2 separate regions of the Sus scrofa genome follow, and region 2 is linked to region 1. Evidence: chromatin contacts called from public targeted proximity ligation data. All regions are on one chromosome and are shown on one strand. The core of a region is the stretch at or near the end of the contact, and the rest is flanking DNA. Distances in the headings are between cores, read along the strand shown.

Region 1 (5,255 bases), core at 1,019-3,518:
TGACTTGCTGTGTGGTCCTGATACATTACAGATGCTTCCTTACTCATAACAGACTTTCCTTGTCCAGCAATTGTGGGTAACAGTGGCCCTTCAGCCTACGTTAGAGTTGCAGTACTGTTGTGAAATTGAAATGAGATACAGGGCACAGAAGTGCTTTGAATAGTTAAAAGCAATCCACAAATATATAAAAAAAAAAAAATCTGATATTCCACAAGGGGCTTCTTACAACCAAAGACTGACTTTCAGGGAAGGGCGAACCACTGTGTGCCTTGAAATAGATAACTCAGCTTTGTTGGCTTAAAATGATTAGATTAAAAAATTAATTGCATAAAAGTGATTTATACACATCTTTTCAGGAGTGTATGTCGGAGGTATTATCCTTATCTGTCTCTGGGAAGTGGTAGGCAGGCACTGTTAGCCCAACTGTAAATTGTGATAATAATAACAGCAAACATTTGTAGGCTTAGCATATAAATGGTAAGCATACATCTTATTTAACTTTTGGAGGCTGAATTTTTTATTTTTTTTATTTTTTTTATTTTTAGGGCCACACCCATGGCATATGGAGGTTCCCAGCCTAGGGGGTCAAATCAGAGCTGCAGTTGCCGGCCTACACCACAGCCACAACAACACAGGATTCGAGCCTCATCTGTGACCTATGCCACAGCTCACGGCAACACCGGATCCTTAACCCTTTGATCCACTGAGTGAAGCCAGGGATCAAACCCACATCCTCAGGGATCCTAGTTGGGCTCGTTAACCGATGAGCCACGAAGGGTCGGGGGAGGGGCAAAACGACCCCTGATGAGAAGCTCTGTTGTAAAAGCCCCTCCTAGTTCCATACCTCAGATCTGGACCTCTTTTGGAAATAGCCTGAGATTCGGTTTCAGCTGCCCTTGTGCTGGATCACTTACCACTTGGTAGGCTTGAAAGGTGGCTCGTAACTGCTTGTGACTCCTCTGGGCCAGGACTTCATTGAAGGCAAGCTCGTCCGTGCCCCAGCGGCCTTCCCCTGCCTAGACGGCAGAGTGCGAACACTTTTGAAAAAGCTTTTTGCAAAAAGACTGAATGTATAGAGCTGTGACCAAGTCACCCTTACCGGGAATGATAAAATGTGCGCTGAATAGAAGCAGCATTGATCGCCGCAGTATTTCCACCTTCTAGCCCACAAGTATACCTCACATATTTGTTTATGTTATTTATACCCTCAGGCGTTCCAGAAGAGATCTAAAGTGGTTATCCCCAGGGTGTAAGAATAGGAACAATTCTTTTAGGTACACGAAGACTGTATGTATGACAAATATGTTAAAGATCATACTTATTTCCCAATTAATTCCAATTCACATGCCAGAACGAAACATTTTGTTGAAAGTAATGTTCATGAAAAAAGAAAAGAATTTGCAGAGCCTGCAGGTCTGCATACTCACATCATACAGATCTTTGGCATCCTGACCTGCGAGGTCTTTGTCCACGTTATCTCCTTCTTCACGATTAGCCTAGAAAAGTCAACACATTGTTGTGAACTTGAGTTCCTGCTTGACCACAAAAAACAAAGAGGGCAAGTCCCAGAAGACGGGTGGCTTCAGAGGGGTGGCCGGAAGCTGGACTCATCCGGGCAAAGTGGCAGCGCTGCTCTTTGCTGCCATCTTTTGGGCACAACTGATGAACAGAGTAGCCTCTGCGACCAACACATTTGTACGTTTTTTTTCTCCTAGCAACCAGGGTCACTCAGAAACCCCACTGACCTCTGAGCGACATCCTGATGTCCCCTCGAATGAGTCCATTGAGGTGCTAATAGTCTTCCTTTCAAAATATCAAACTTTGCCTCTCAGGGACTCAGTCGTGAAGAGCCCTGAACGTTGGTCATGGAAGGTTTGAGGTCTCACCTAAGCCCTGAGTGTCAGGCAGAATTCTCGGATGACCTCAACGGCCCACCGCCTTGTTTAATCCCCTCCCATGGATGGTGGGCAAGACCTATGGACATAGTGAGGTATCACTCGTGTGATCATGTTTTGCGTGTATGGCAAGGGGCATGTCTGCAGATGTAATTAAGATCCCTAATCAGTTGAGTTCATCAAAAAAGGTGCTCTTTGGGGGAGGCCTGACCCAATCAGGTGAGCTCTTAAAAGGTCAGAGAGATGGAAGAAGTTAGAGATGTGCTTCCTCTGGCCTGGAGGAAACCAAAGAGCCGTGCTCTGCACTGTCTATGGGGCCACATGACAGGGGACTGCAGATGGCCTCTACCGGCCGAGTGTGGGCTCTGGTCAACATCAAGGAACTAGGACCATCAGCCACACAGCCACAGGGAACCGAAATCTGCCAACAGTCAGTGAGCTCGGAAGAGGACCCCGGGGCCTCAGAGGAGATGGCAGGCCTGGATGACACCTTGATTTCAGCCTGGAGATACCCTGAGCCAAGGACTCGGCTAACCTGTGACAGGACTCCTGGCCCGTGGAAACTGCTCAATCATAGGTCTGCACTGCTTAGGTTGCTAAGTTTGTGGCAGTTTTGTTCTGAATCAGGAGAACACTCACACACTCTTCCTGCTACAGCTGAAGCCTGCTCTGTGTGTTCTCTGCTGTCAGTCTCTCCAGCAGCAGAGTAATGAAACAGAGGAAGCCCACAAAGCTCATCAAGACGGCTGTGTCAATGAGAGTGCAGATGCTATCTGGCTGGAGGCCAGGGGGCTGTGTCCTAAGCAGGGCCAGTTCTGAAAGCCCTGCTTTCCCAGCCAAACTCCCCGCAGCCTGGCTTAGACTCCTTGAGTCCTGGAGTTAGCTGTGTCATGAAAAGGGCCCGGCTTGGGGTCAGATGGGGCTGGTTCTTGCACCTGAGCTTTGTCTTACCTACACCTGGGGGTTCCTCACTGGCAAAATGAGTTGATGATGCTTGATGAAATAACTCATTAACAAAAAAAGGATTGCCAACTGCAAATAACTAGGCAGATTTGTGATCATGGCGAAAATTGCCATTGAGTAATTTCACAATAGCTGGGCTGACAGGACACATGTCGACAGTCCCTCGATAACATTTGTAATAAAATTAGGAAGGGTTTATTATCTATATCGCCTTTTTCTTCGTGGTGCCAAGTTGCCACAGGCTTTATCTCACGATCCCAAAGCAGGCAAGACCTCTTTACGCTTACCTGTAGCAAGGAGACCAGAATTTTTTTTAGGTTTCCGCTTGTATCACTTTTGACATCTGATTCAAGGCTCCTGTCAAATACTTTGGAGAAGAAAAAAGGACGAGAGAGAGCAGATTTAGTTTCCCAGAGGTATTTTGGAAGGAACATTCTTTATCTAAAGTCAGAACAAAAGGTCACTTACACTTTTGGTAGGCCTCTTTAATGGCGATGATTTCCTGGGAAAGGTAATAAAAAAAGATCAATATTCCAAGGCGGGGTTAATAGATAAGATAGGCAGAGACATGCAAAGGGAAGAGGCAGGAGCTTGTCTCTGGACACAGCATTCCTTTCCGATACAGAGGGGCCATCCGGACAGGTCAAGGTCTAGGCCTGGAACAAGCCCCTGACTTTATGAAGGAGTCCTTTTTAAAAAAAAAAAAAAAAAAAAAAGTGTATTGAAGTATAATTGATTTACAATGTTGTGTTAATTTCTGCTGTACAGGAGAGTGATTCAGTTATATGTATGTGTATATTCTTTTCCATTATGGTTTATTACAGGATATTGAATATTGTAGGACCTTGTTTACCCATCCTATGTGTAATGATTTGCATCTGCTAACCCCAAACTCCCAGTCCATTCCTCCCCCCGACTCGCTTCCCCCGTGGCAACCACAAGTCTGTTCTCTTTGTCTGTGAGTCTCTTTCTGATTCGTAGATAGGTTCATTTGTGTCATGTATTAGACTCTCTGTATCAGTAATATCATATGGTATTTGTCCTTCTCTTTCTGATTTAGTGAAGGAGTCCCTTAGCTTACATTCTCCTTAGTTAAAAATGAAAACAGGGAGTTCCCGTCGTGGCTCAGTGGTTAACGAATCCGACTAGGAACCATGAGGTTGCAGATTCGATCCCTGGCCTCGCTCAGTGGGTTAAGAATCAGGTGTTGCCATGAGCTGTGGTGTGGGTCGCAGACTCGGCTCGGATCCTGCATTGCTGTGGCTCTGGTGTAGGTGGGTGGCTACAGCTCCAAATGGACCCCTAGCCTGGGAACCTCCATATGCCGCTGTTGCGGCCCTAGAAAAGGCAAAAAGACAAACAAACAAACAAACGAGGCAGGGCTGTCTATTTATTAAAATGAGGTAGGGCTGTCTGTTTCGGTAGCTTGTGCCGACTGGCCCACTTGGGAGCTGCCTCGGTGTACACTTGAACGAGCAGTGTGTCAGAGCAGACATTTCCCCACAGCATCTCCCATAAACTGTTTTAAAGGAAAGTCAGCGGGCAGTGGAGGGAGAAGGTGGAGGGGGCAGCAGAGGGTGAGGAGCCAGGCTGAGGTTGCCAGGGTGGACGGAGGGAGCGGAAAGCAGGCAGGGGCTGGACACCTGTGATTCTGCAGCCCGTCTGCTTTCTCCTCCTTCCAGCCCACTCCCAGGACCTGCCTGAACCCGGGGTCTGCTCTCTGCCTGCTTTTCTTCTTTTTACCGTCCGATCTAGCTGATTGGAAAAGAAAAAAAGGCTGTGCTCATTGTTTGAGACCAGGACCTGAAAGAAACTTGGCTGAGGATGAACCACATGTGGACAAATGAGATTAGAAAAAGCATGAGCCAAATTAACCTTCTTGCCAAGGTAGGCTGCTCAGATATTGGATGCCCGGTCGCTGGGACTTTGGTACTTGCGGAAAGGAGAGGAATATTAAGGAAAGCTGGGTGGTTAGTGGACAGATTGATGCCATCCTCCTGTGCAAGCGCTGCCTCCTCTAAGGCACGCTAATCGAAAACTGCCCAGGTGGAGGGGTTTTGTTATCCTGCGGGAAGAAAAGAAGTCCAGGGGTGAGGAGGGAAGGGTTTTGCAGTGTGGAATATGACGATACTTCGGGAAACATGGCCTGACAGCACAGGCTGAGCAGGAGGAACCAGCTCAGGTCATCGGCACTCCAGGCTTAAATGGCATTTTAGCGCCAGGACGCGGTTGCGGTTTTTCCTTGCTGTCTGCTCCAACCGCGGCTTCTGTTTCCCACCCAGAAGCCTCCAAGAATGTTAGGTTTTTCTGGCATTTTCCTTACTGGGCCTCCCTCTTCTACACGATGGGTATCATGGAAGAGGGAAGGATCTTCAGATAATGATCCGTGGACCCTCT
Region 2 (5,255 bases), core at 796-3,295, 140 kb before region 1:
AGTATGAGTGACTGCTTTAGATTTCCCACACCATTAAAAATCTAACTTGACGCTTCTTCCAACACATGGTTTCTAACTAAGAAGGCTTGTGATGCTGAGCCCCTCAAGATAAAGAATGTGCTAGGCCATGTCTAGACCAGTTACCTTCACATCAGATGTTGACTTGACTTTGCAAAGGCTCTGGGCCTGGAGTCCTTATCATGGCTGAGCATTTGAGAGCTGCAAAGACAAAATATCATTGTAATGGTTTTGGACTGAAGATATAGCGGCAGAAGGATGCTTTCACAAGGCACAGACCGATGTGATGGTTTGAACATTGCCCACAGTGTTGGAACTGTGGCTGTGGTTCCATTGCAGGGGTCCCTAGGCCTTGCCTCTTCTGAACAGCTTTGTGTAGCAGATTGACGAGATCACAATGCTGGGTATTTGATTATTTACACGTGCTTTTCCCCTATGGGGCTGTGAGCTTCTTGGTGGTAGGTCTGTGTCTTAGTGGTTTAGTTATCACAGTGCCTGGCATGATGCTTGGTACATGACAGCTGAACAATAAATAACACAATAAAGGAGTTCCCTTCATGGCTCAGCGGTTAACGAACCCAACTACGGTCTGTGAAGATGTGGGTGCGATCCCTGGCCTTGCTCAGTGAGGTAAGGATCCAGCGTTGCTGGGAGCAGTGGTATAGGTCGCAGATGCAGCTCAGATCCCACGCTGCTGTGGCTCTGGCGCAGGCCAGCGGCTGTAGCTCCAATTCAACCCCTAGCCTGGGAACTTCCATATGCTGCGGGTGTGGCCCTAAAAAAAGCAAAAAAACCCACAAAAAACAAAAAAAAAAACCTAACAGAAAACCCCCACGATAAATGTTGAACTATGGTGGGATGCTGTTAGTCCCATGACTTCATCTTTTGACATCTTATTACTTCTAAGGACATTGCAGAGTAGGGAGGTGGGAGAGTCGGCAGCCCCCCAATCCCAGCCTGCATATCTGAATTCTCTGGTGGTGTGCCTTACCAGTTGGTGAGGCAAATAGAGAAAAAGGTGGTCAAAAGGTAGCATCCTAGAAAAAAGATGTGTTAATATGCTTGTTACCTTGATGGCAGATGCTAGCTAGCCACGCTGAAGCGTGTGGCAAGCACTTTGCCCTGTTTGACGCTCCTCACAAAAGCCTATGAGCTACGTATTGTTATTCCCATTTTATAGATGATGAAAGGGAGGCTCAGAAAAGTTAAATAACCTGTCTAGGATCACCCAGCTAGTATGTGGTAGAATTCAGGCTGGTACCCAGGTCTGTCCTCAGCCCTAGCTGGAGCCAGATTGACTGGGTTCAAATCCTAGTTCCCTACTTACATAGCTGTGTGACCTTGGGCAAATTACTTAACCTCTCTGTGCTACTCTTTTTTCACTTGTGAAATGGGAAGGATGACAGTACCTACCTCCGAGGATATTGTGAGGATTTATTGAGGTAATACATATGAAGTATCTAGGATAGTACTGATACCAATAGTAGTTATTATCATTTTAGGCAGAACTTGCTTAAGCCCATATGTCTTCCTTACTAAATTTTAGGTTTTGAGGGCATGCAGCACAGCTTACTTAGCTAATTTCCAGATTTGGGAAACGTATCTATTGGAGCAAACTGAACAGTGAAATGCTAGTTTACCTATTATTAGTTATTATTTACTGCACTTGAACTGCAGAAGTGGGCCTTATTCTGTTCCAAAGACTGCATTTTCAAAGGTAAATCTGGAGTAATTTCAGCCTGGCTACTGCCTCCTACGGCTGTTTAGAGAAATTGTTTGTAGAAAGGATTGTGGAAAATGTGATAAATGAAATAACTATGATAAATATGTTTCTAACCCAAAATGACATTCGTTTATAGCTTTGGAAGAGGGATTGGCTACTTCGCACTGACATGTCATGATATTTTGTTTTTTTCAGAGCTTCTCTTTCTAAAAGGGTATTTTGTGTGTGTGCGAAAAATACTTATCAGCAGTAGTTGTGAGTTAAAAATAGCTTGAGCTTGTTGGGTTGGGGAGGGGCTGGAATCGGCCAGATCCATTGGCCCGCCCTGTTCAAGTCAGAGAAAATGTCCTAAAGGCAGAGCTGGTGTCTTAAGTTCAACCTGCCAATGTCTTCCTGAGGAATGTATTGTTTAATGCCACAGCAATTTGCATATGACCTTGTGCCCCGTCTGTCTAGGGTAGGGTATCCTTGAAACAGTGCGAAATAAGTCTGTTAGGTGTGTTTGAGCAGGAACTGCCAGCTGTGTGTTATTTCTGGGCCTGTGGCTGCCATGGGTCCTGCCAACTGAATTAAAGTCGGTCAGACACATGTCACTGAAAATATTCTCATTACTTTAATGAGAATCATTTGCTATTCCTCAGATGGGGGCCTGGTTCTGTTTCTGAGAGAGGGTCAAGGACATTGTGCTATAATCCTCCCTCTTTTATAGCTCAGTTGCTCAATTTTAATGAAAATTCCTTTTTTATCTTTTAATAAGTAGCAAAAAGGGTTTGGATGCAAAACGACTAACTTTTGTATCAACTAGGGAGTTGAATGAAACCACAACATTTACATCAATAGCCCAGACTGCTAAAAAAAAAACACAAAAAAACCCCCCACAAATTTTAATATGTGAAGGTTAAATTTGTTGTCTTCAATTTTTATGTTAAATTTGTTATGGATGTAAAACTTTAAATACAGTATTAGTTCCTGAAGGTGGTTAAAACTAGCCTGTTCGTGGAGTTCCCGTTGTGGCTCAGCAGTAATGAACCTGACTAGTATCCATGAGGACTCGAGTTTAATCCCTGGCCTCGATCAGTGGGTTAAGTATCCGCTGTTGCTGTGAGCTGTGGAGTAGGTCACAGATGTGGCTTGGATCCTGTGTTGCTGTGGCTGTGATGTAGTCTGGCAGCTGAAGCTCTGATTCAACCCCTAGCCTGGGAACTTCCACGTGCCACATGTGTGGCCCTAAAAAGCAAAAAACAAAACCCAAAAAAAACTAGCCTGTCATAATTCTTTTTTAAAAACTTTTTATTGAATTATAGAAGGTTTACAGTTTTGTGTTAATTTCTGCTGTACAACAGAGTGATTCGGTTATGCATATACTCATACCTGTCTATAATTCTTCAAATGGCATCTTGAATGGTTGAGTAGCAAATTTTAGTTCTGAGATTTCTCATATGCAAAAGTAGCTCAGACCGAAGTTCTTCTAGACATTGTGTCTTATGGGTTACTTACTTATTATCACTCATGTTCATGTAGTGTTGCATGGTAAATGCTTTATTCCCAGTTCACAGATGAAGAGACTGAGACTCAGGTGTGTTACCTGCTTACTAGCATGTCTGCTTAGAGAAATCAGAACAAACTTTTAGAGGTTACCTAGTCCGATTCCAAAGAAGAGAAGCTCACGCAGGAATACGGAGCTAGTTGTAGCAGTGCTGGGAATTGAGCACCGTGAGACCAAGCCCATAAGGTTAGGATACTCCATTACCCTTTCTCTAGTGGCCAGTGTCCCTGAGAAAAGGAAATGTAGAAGTAAAATGCAAACTCTGATTTACACATCCCAATGTTTGGATTTTATCAGGACTTCTCATCAATGAATTTGGTCCAAAGAGTGTAAGAAAAACAGTAACCAGTATTTGAGCCCTTAAAGAGACTACTCTTCAAAGTCAACCAGGATCCTAGAGAAACAGCAGATTTGAAAAATCAAATGCTTTGGAGTTCCTGTCGTGGCACAGTGGTTAATGAATCTGACTAGGAAACATGAGGTTGCGGGTTCAATCCCTGGCCTTGCTCAGTGGGTTAATGATCCGGCATTGCCGTGAGCTGTGGTGTAGGTTGCAGACGTGGCTCAGATCCCGCGTTGCTGTGGCTCTGGCGTAGGCCGGCAGCTACAGCTCCAATTGGACCCCTAGCCTGGGAACCTCCATATGCCACAGGTGTGGCCCCAGAAAAGACAAAAAGACAAAAAAAAAAAAAAAAAAAAAAAAGAAAGAAAAGAAAAATCAGATGCCTTTAAGTCCTTACCTGACCATTAGATTGAATGCAGATCTACAGCTTGTCATATTTTGACAAATAGTTGTAATCACTACGTGTTTGGACTTGTCAACCCTAGTGCTTGGGTAAGAGGTTTGTGAGTCACTTTAAGAATGTTTTCTCGTATGAGTCAGCTACTGATGTGTCAAATCCTGGAGAAGTCGCTTAACCTGTTTGGTTTCACATTTAGACACACATACATGTTTTAGATTGGTTGTGTGATTCTATGGCTTCATTGGTTGAAGGATGATCATTCATAATAACTACAGATTGTGAATAGGGAACAGAAAAACACAATTCTCTCCTATCCTTTTTCTTGGATGACTTGTATATCTCTGCCCATCTTAGCCATTATTTTCCCCAGAAAGCTGAAGTCTAGAAGTGGCTTCTGTTCACTCCTAGAGGACTGATGTCTGGCACATATGAGGTCTCAGAATAGGGGAAACTGCATTTCTAAGTTGCAGCCTAGGAAATGTGGTCAATGACTTGAAAACCATTTTTCTGTTTATCTCAGGTGATTCAAGAAAAATAAAAATAAAATGAACCCATGATTTCTTTTAAATAACAGTACATTCATTTCAGGAAGAAGAAAGCAATTTAAAAAGAAGTACAGAATGTTCATCTTCTTTCCCATTCCAGCTACTGCCTGGGAAATTCAGTCCCTTAAGGGACATAATATTTTCAACCAGGATTTACTGTTGATAGTAATTTAATAAATCATTTCGTCTTTTAAACATCTGTTTTGCTAAAAATGGTATTCCGTAAGTGCTTTTGCTAAACGTCTTCAAATTGTGTGTTTATTGAAGAGATGGCGCATAAATTAGATTTTTTTCCCCTCTCTTCTGTCAGCTGAACAAAAGGAGTGGTTATCTTTCGTTCTGTTTTTGATTATTTTACTGGCTGTAAAATTTATTATAGAATGTCATTCATTCATCATCTCAGCAGGGACACATCACACCCTTGCTATGTTCCTGCTACTCTTTTTTTTTTTTGCCTTTTCTAGGGCCGCTCCCGCGGCATATGGAGGTTCCCAGGCTAGGGGTCGAATCGGAGCTGTAGCCGCCGGCCTACACCAGATCCGAGCAGTGTCTGCAACCTACACCACAGCTCACGGCAATGCCGGATCATTAACCCACTGAGCAAGGGCAGGGATCGAACCCGCAACCTCATGTTTCCTGGTCGGATTCGTTAACCACTGCGCCACGACAGGAACTCCCTA

What was found.
Region 2: a contact with region 1 is called in a targeted proximity ligation map of skeletal muscle. A contact is called at or near these places in 1 of 47 Hi-C or Micro-C datasets (embryonic fibroblasts) and 2 of 2 datasets of targeted methods (alveolar macrophages and skeletal muscle).

Annotation. Positions count from the first base shown.
Region 1 is chr4:15,747,019-15,752,273 of Sscrofa11.1, reverse strand. ANXA13 (annexin A13) reads right to left here. Exons shown (of 11, transcript XM_013996500.2): 5 at 3,327-3,360; 6 at 3,146-3,225; 7 at 1,428-1,496; 8 at 915-1,016. Among named protein-coding and RNA genes, the nearest start is that of ANXA13, 42 kb to the right of the region's middle.
Region 2 is chr4:15,885,796-15,891,050 of Sscrofa11.1, reverse strand. No RefSeq gene overlaps it. Among named protein-coding and RNA genes, the nearest start is that of FBXO32, 7.5 kb to the left of the region's middle.